Linked DNA regions of Mus musculus: region 2 is linked to region 1. The links are chromatin contacts, called in public Hi-C maps. All regions are on one chromosome and are shown on one strand. The core of a region is the stretch at or near the end of the contact, and the rest is flanking DNA. Distances in the headings are between cores, read along the strand shown. Region 1 overlaps Ccdc33 (coiled-coil domain containing 33). Region 2 overlaps Insyn1 (inhibitory synaptic factor 1).

What was found. A called contact is a pair of places that touch in the nucleus more often than the background predicts.
Region 2: a Hi-C map of myocytes shows a contact between it and region 1, with 2.0 times the contacts expected there. The contact joins two enhancer-like sites. A contact is called at or near these places in 3 of 39 promoter capture datasets (hematopoietic stem and progenitor cells, hippocampal neurons and liver), 1 of 15 datasets of contacts at CTCF or cohesin (the NIH/3T3 cell line), 7 of 484 Hi-C or Micro-C datasets (cerebral cortex, cortical neurons, differentiating embryonic stem cells and 4 more), 1 of 115 datasets of contacts at active chromatin or transcription factors (forebrain) and 2 of 9 other capture datasets (embryonic stem cells and macrophages).

The regions. Positions count from the first base shown.
Region 1 is chr9:58,035,376-58,038,774 of GRCm38.p6, reverse strand. The region is part of intron 11 of Ccdc33 (coiled-coil domain containing 33); the gene reads left to right. All of the region lies in intron 4 of Gm16130 (predicted gene 16130), which reads right to left. Among named protein-coding and RNA genes, the nearest start is that of Gm16130, 4.8 kb to the right of the region's middle. Within about 2 kb of position 1,689, at least 28 of the 459 cell types and tissues checked have an H3K27ac peak or open chromatin away from gene starts, as enhancers often do. A contact at or near this core is called in myocytes, where this site is marked.
Region 2 is chr9:58,499,411-58,502,809 of GRCm38.p6, reverse strand. Insyn1 (inhibitory synaptic factor 1) reads right to left here. Exons shown (of 3, transcript NM_176921.4): 3 at 3,030-3,399. The coding sequence ends at 3,123. Among named protein-coding and RNA genes, the nearest start is that of Insyn1, 13 kb to the right of the region's middle. Within about 2 kb of position 1,794, at least 12 of the 459 cell types and tissues checked have an H3K27ac peak or open chromatin away from gene starts, as enhancers often do. A contact at or near this core is called in myocytes, where this site is marked.

The sequences.
Region 1 (3,399 bases), core at 440-2,939:
ACACAGGCTGCCAGGCATCTCAGGAAGCCTTGGCCGCCTCTTGGGACAGACTAAAAGCAGAGTATTGGCGGGAGGCGGCTGCCCTCTGGCGGCAGCAAAGACAAACCACACACCAGCATCTCGTGCCTACCAGCACTGGCCGTGGGGCTTAGGACCAAAGGCTAAGCTAGCCCACTGGCTCCAGATCCCTGCTCTCAACCCTGTCAACACTTTCCACAGCCCCAGCATTCTTCAGGAGCCCCGTGGCTTTGGCTCGGCCACCCGGCTTTTGCCACTTGCGAGGTTCCTCAGCACCCACCACCAATACCTTGGTCTTTTCTCTCCCCATTTCTCAAATCTGAACATGCGCGCTCTCCCTGAGACACATGTCCTAGAAAACTGCCTTCCCAGTGCCCCCACAGTCTGTTGGGTCCACACCCATTGTCTTCATCTTGTTTCTATGGAACTGCCTCCTACTTCAGGCGAGGGTCCTGCCGCCTCCGCCAGGCAAGGGTCCCACAGCCTCTGCCAGGCAAGAGTGCCGCCGCCTCTCATGCAGCACTACTCTTGGTCCCTATACCCCTCTGTTCCTACGTATTTTAGCAGCCAGCGAGCCCTTACTATACCCCCCTCCAGCGTGGGCCCTTCAGTGCCCAGCAGCAGAGACCAGGCTCCTGAGCCCACGTCTCTGCTTGCCCTGCTGCTCTCCCTTGCTCTCCCCTCCCCACAACTTCTCCTCTGCCTCCTCCTCCCAGGTACAGCCTGCCCATATGCCCCCAGGAAGCTTTCTCAGGTTTCCTAGCCCAGACGGGCCTCCTGGAAGCCCCTTCTGCCACAGACACGGGAAGTGTCTGCTACCCCATCAGTGTAGAGTGAACCACCAAAGGCAAGGACTGTCTAGCTTGGCTCTCTTCTAGGACCTGAGTGGCCCAGAACTGTACAAAGTGGCACTCAGCAAGCCTTGAGCACCCTGGGGGATATCGTGCTGCTTTGGGCACAGGCTTTGTGACAGTCTCTGGGCACGCTGCTCACAGCCTCAGTTTCTCTATCTGCATAGCGCTGGTACAAGGGCTATCCTGACTACATAGTTGGCGGTGTGTTTAGAAGATCCTCACTGGGTAATATGCTTTATACTTTACCATAGCACTGACCAGGGTCTAAGCAATCTCCCTAGGGCACTTGTCAGAGAATCCCCACTGTCCTCCCACTGTGACTCATCCCATAAGAAGAATTTCGGGGCCCACTGCCCAGGGCCATTCTTGAATATGTCTTTAAAGAAACTTAAAGTGATTCTAAGAAGTGAGTTACTATTTCCAGGCACCCTAGTGCTCATCAGGGCTAACCTTCCTACTGTCCTCAGATGGCACTAGTCCTTGGGGGCTGACTTCTCATCCCGAAGATGAGGACACTGGAGTTTTGTGCTGTGACTGCAGTAAAGTCCACTCCTGGGCAGCTGGGAAAAGCAGAGCCTGGCACTCTGACTTGTCTCACTCTGGCAGGCTCTGAAGGTCCTAGGAGGGAGTGTTAGTGGGTAAGGAACCTTGGGGTCAGGCACAGTGGCATTTGAGTCGGGCATACCTGTCCCTCCCCCAGAAGGTAACAAGAGAGTGAGACAGCAAGGAAAATCCAGAGCATAGGGTTCTCAAGGCTAGGACATGACGCACAGCGTGGCCCTGAGGGCAGCCCGGCTGCAGGCTGTGGCTAGAGGTCAGGGCTGCCAGCTTGAACCTTGTGGTCAGTCTCCCAGCCCAGCTGTGCTGACAAGGTCCCCACTTGGCCATGCAAATGGAGGCATTTGAGGTTCCCACAGAAACAGACTCTGGCCAGAGTAAAGAAGATGAGGCAGGAGCCCACACAGTCTCCAGACGGAAGCCCCTCTTCCAGGGTGAATAGGCAGGGCTGGGCTAAGAGGCTGGGGAGGAAGAGAAGGGGAGGGCTACTCTTCAAGGGATGGAGTCCCTGGGACCCATTGATCCTCCTCCAGAAGGACCTGATGGCTGTGGCAGGGCCACCTCACCAGAAGCCAACCTCTCCCTCTGTCCTTCCCTTCTTCGTTATGATCCCTGTTTTCTTCCTCTGTAGGGAGGGTACAAATAACAGATCAGAGCTTAGTCCCTTCACAGCCCAGAACTGCAGAGATGGTGAACAGTGGGGTCTTAGAAAGGATAATCCCCTGCTAACCGGACCCCAAGGGGCTGGCAACCTCTTGTCCAAAATGTCTTCTATGTGCACATACACATCCCCTCCCAGTTAAGGTCAGAATGGTGTTGACTCCCCACATGATCTCTTCATTTCGCAATAGTCTGGCCTACTCTCTGTACAAGGACAATTAATTCTAGGACATTCCTTACAGACAGACCAGGCACCAGAGAAGCAGTAGTTAGTGTAAGACTATAGACTGTGCTGCATGGATCATCCTTGAATATGATTTCCTGTATCTGTGCACATGGGACTGTGTATGTATGGAGGCGATAACCATATAAGCTAATAACCCCATTTGGGGCCACTCTAATCAGAGCAGCATAAGATACTGAAGCATCGAGGAAAGTACAGAAGATGAATATCCTCTGTTGAGATATCAGAGACTTCCTTCAGCCAAGCTCTGAGCCCTAGATCCAGCCAGGCATCGGATGAGTCATAAAGTGAAGGCCACCCAGCAGAGGGGGAGCCAGCAAGCCCCGGGTAGTAAGAAAGAAAGAAAAAGAGTTTAAGTGGAACAACCCGTTGAAACAGAAGTAAGACCAACTCTCTGACACCTGCACAGCCCAACCTGAGCTCACAGCAACACCTAGGCCTCCAGGAGGTCCCAAGTTCCACACATGTCCCTGACACCAAATTGTGTGTGTGTGTGTGTGTGTGTGTGTGTGTGTGTGTGTTTGTGTTTGTGTGTGTGGTCCCAGGTTCAGGGTCCCAGTTAGCACTCTGTCTGAAGATACCAGATGGGCATAGATCTGGGGAAGCCAGAACAGATGCTAGGGAGATAGAGCCAATACTGGCACCAGTCAGAGGGACTATAGCCAGAAGGCTAGACAGCAGTGGCAGATGACTGGTGGTGTCCGATGAGTTCCTGCTGGCTGGGGACTCCCCTCCCCTAGAAAGCCATGGCACACCATGCAGCAGGTGGGAGACTATAGCTGGGATATAGTTGGATTCCGCCCCCAGGCAGCTGGAGACCAGGGGAGAGTTGGATGTAGAGTTGTGTTTTCTGGATCCTGGGAGGCCCACCCACAGGAGCAAGGCATCCCACAGCCCAGAAGTCCACAGGCAGCTCAGAGGGCTCACTTGCCTCCCATCTCTGAGCCGTTCTCTTCCAGAACCTTGCTTGCCTGTATCTCAGATCTCAGTCTCTCTCTCTCTCTCTCTCTCTCTCTCTCTCTCTCTCTCTCTCTCTCTCTCTCTCTCTGTGTGTGTGTGTGTGTG
Region 2 (3,399 bases), core at 545-3,044, 460 kb before region 1:
CTGTAACTTCACATTCTTCACTCCTGCCCAGCATCGAGACCCCAAACCAGGCTCTCACGGAGGAGAGTTTATGTGCACATGGGGGTAATGCATGTGTAAGTCTGTGCACGCATGCACAGGCAGCAACATGAGATCTGGCACACTGGAGGTCTTCAATGATGGCTGACTGAATTAATGCACAGTGGATGAACCTGGGGGACTCATTAATGCATTTGGGGGCTCGTTAATATATTTGACAAGCATTTATCAAATCTATGATCCATTCAGTTTTGGGCTGAGACAGGGGCTATGACATACAGGTTGACAGTAACCAAGTTCTCTCCAAACAGGTTCACCGGCTTCCTCTTTCCAACACATTTCTTACCCTCCAAGGCTTGTGTGGTTCTTGGGCCACCTAATGTCTACCCTTATGCCAGGACACATATGAGTGCTAAGAAACGGAGTTTGGGTTTGAATCCTAACTCATATTGTATGTCCTTTAGTAAATGATTTGACTTCTCTCAGACCTCAGTTTTCCCATCTGGAAAACAGGCACACGTAAAACAATGTGCCTTGCAATTTCTGTGAGGAATGAATGAGATAAGGCACATGCTTACACAATTCCAGTGCATAGTATGTGCTCGTGGGCGGAGCTCTTTATTATGCTTAGCCCCCTCTCTGCTATGAGGGTCTGCTTAGCTCCTTCCTACCTTCTCCAGAGCACCTACAGCACAAGGAAATGCACATGGCAGGTGAACTCCTACGTCCTAAAAGCAGCTAAGCTCCTCAGGAGCCCAGCCAGACACCAGCAGAGGCCTGGAGGCAGGGAGGAGCAGGAGGCAGAGCTGGCCTGGTGGAGGAGGAACCCAGAATTGCTGTGTGTGCTCTGAGGATGGGAGCATCTGCTCTGATGGTCAGAATGCCTTTTCTCCCTGGGTGGGCGTGGTCTGTATTTCAAGTTTTCCTTAAGAAGTCTATCCCACTGCCAGTGAGGTTTGGATTTGGCAGGTACACCACAAGCTTTCTGGGCCTTCACCATGGTGGACCCATCTCCACTTCAAAACCACGACACACCCACTGTACACCCCACTTGGGCACAAGAGGTTGAGGTTATCTGTGACCAAACACAGTCATATGAGCCTGAGTCGGAGAGGCATTTGAGAGAGGAAAAATCCCTTACTCAGGGCTCTCAGAGACCCTGGCCCTGGGTCTCAGTTTCATTCCCTGTGAAATGGGAACTCTTCTGGAGGTTTCATCTCCGTAATGATTGAAAAGATGAGAAAAACTAGCTCATCACTGATGAGGGGAAAAACAGTCTCCGAGAGAAGGGAAGAGTGGGAACTGTTCAGTTCAGGGAGGGCGGGGCCTCGCTGGCCCACTGGTATGAGCTAACCCCTGCTGGCCCCAGCTGGCTATCAATGGACTCCCACTCTGGTGGCTGTACCACACTGGCTTTGTAGGGCACTGACCTCACCAAAGTAGGGACAGATCTCATCCTGTGATACCCTAGGTTGCCTAGATTTCCCGGTCATTGTCCTTGTATCTAGACCAGCCTGCTAGTTCCCACTCTGGGATTACACAGCACCTCCCCAGACCTGGGCAGCAGGTGCTGGCAGACCACAAGGCCCTCCTGGCAGGCCGTGGTTCTGTATTTATAGAAATGTCCAGGGCTGATGCTCTCACCAGTTCACTGACCACATCTCTGCTCCAGGTGGGGGTAATGAGTCACACTGTGGCCATCTTCTAGCCTCAAGCTGTTTGTAGGGGCAAAGCCATGGGATACTTCTGACTCAGGATAGCTTCTGATCCCGTGGAAGTGGCTTCGACTAAGCCGCTCTACCCTGAAGTCACTGGATATGTGGGCTGGCCCACATTGACCACAGTAGCCATGTAGTGCCTTCAGTTTATCTAGAGTGTGTGCACTCATCACCCTGCTGGATCCCTGTGACTGCCACTGAGGTGGTGAAGACTATCAGACCCATTTTACAGTAGAAAAGATCAAGAGGCAAATGGATTGGCCCAAGGTGACACGGTTGCTATACATCAGGGCCAGGCATAACCTGTAGACTACTAGTTCTTGGGGACAGGAAAGCAGAGGCTCTGTGGCCTTGGATCAGTTACTTTACCTCTCTGAACCTCAGTCTTCTCATTTGAAAAATGGAGCAATGAGGTAATGTTATATGGTGTGTTGAGCACAGTGACCTGCTCAGTAAATGTGAATGGTGACTGCCGACATCACCCTCAGGACATTTCAAGGCTGTTGCTGGGAAGATCAAATGCCAGCAAAGCTCTGTTGCTGCTGTACTCTGCCTGCATCTCTACTCAGGACTTAGTAAGGTGGGCTAAGGGGCTGGGCATGCGGAAGTAGGAGCCAGGTGGAGACACTGGGTACCCTAACTCTTGCTGCCTGCCTAGTGCAGACGGCCAAGTGCATTTGTGTCCTGGTTCCCAACACTATGGCAGCTGCTGTCACTGTCCACAGATCTTGGGTCTGCTCGGGGTCAAGATCTGAGAATTCTGAACTCCAGAGCTAAGGATGGGAACTGAAAGATTGGAGTGGACTGGGTTCTCAGATTGGACTGGCCTGGTCCTGCAGCTTCTTAGCTGCCAGTCTCTGGGCAGTACAGCCTGCTCTATAGCAGGACATCCTTCTCAGTGTCTGGGGCAATCCTAAGATGCAGGGGGTGAAGGCAGGGTTGTCTGGGGCGGGGGGTCGGGGAGACAAGGTACTGGCCTTCTCAGGAGGACATAGGTGCTTCTGGGTCTACCTGGAGTGGTGTCAACTGTGGGCTCTAAGTCCTTAGTTTCTCTGGTGAGCCCTGGCCTGGCATACTGTTCCCTTAGCTTGCCTCCAGCTGCTGGGTTCCCTGGAGGAAATGGCCCAGGTTAGCGATCACAGACTTCCATGGTGTTGGGGAGTTGTAGTGGGCATGGTGAAGGATCAGCTTCCTTCAGGGAACCCTGCCATACAGAGAGGAGGGTAAACTCTGGACATCTGGTTGTTTAGGATGAGCTTTCTGAAGGCTTTGGGGCCTGTGGGCCCCGGATCCTTAAGTGTTTATGAATTTTATTATGACTGTGTTTGTTTAAATATATATATATATTTATACCTCTATGCATCCCCCGCCCCCCCCCCCAAGCCCCTAGTTCTTGCCCTTAGCTTTCTGTTTGGTGGCCGTATAGGGCAGCACTGTCTGCGTGCTCTTGTCTGATACTGTCTGAGTGCTGCTGTTCCTTGTGACCCTCCGGGTCTGTTCTGGGGCCAACGTGGGGCCCAAGCGTCGGGTGGTCAACGGAGAGCGCTTGGTCTTGTAGGGGGCTGGGGAGGGCTTGAGGGGGCCTGTGTGTGGCTCCACGCGGGGCAGCTCTGGGGCCAGGTCCCCCTCCTCCTCCTCCTCTCCCTCCTCACCATCCCCCTCT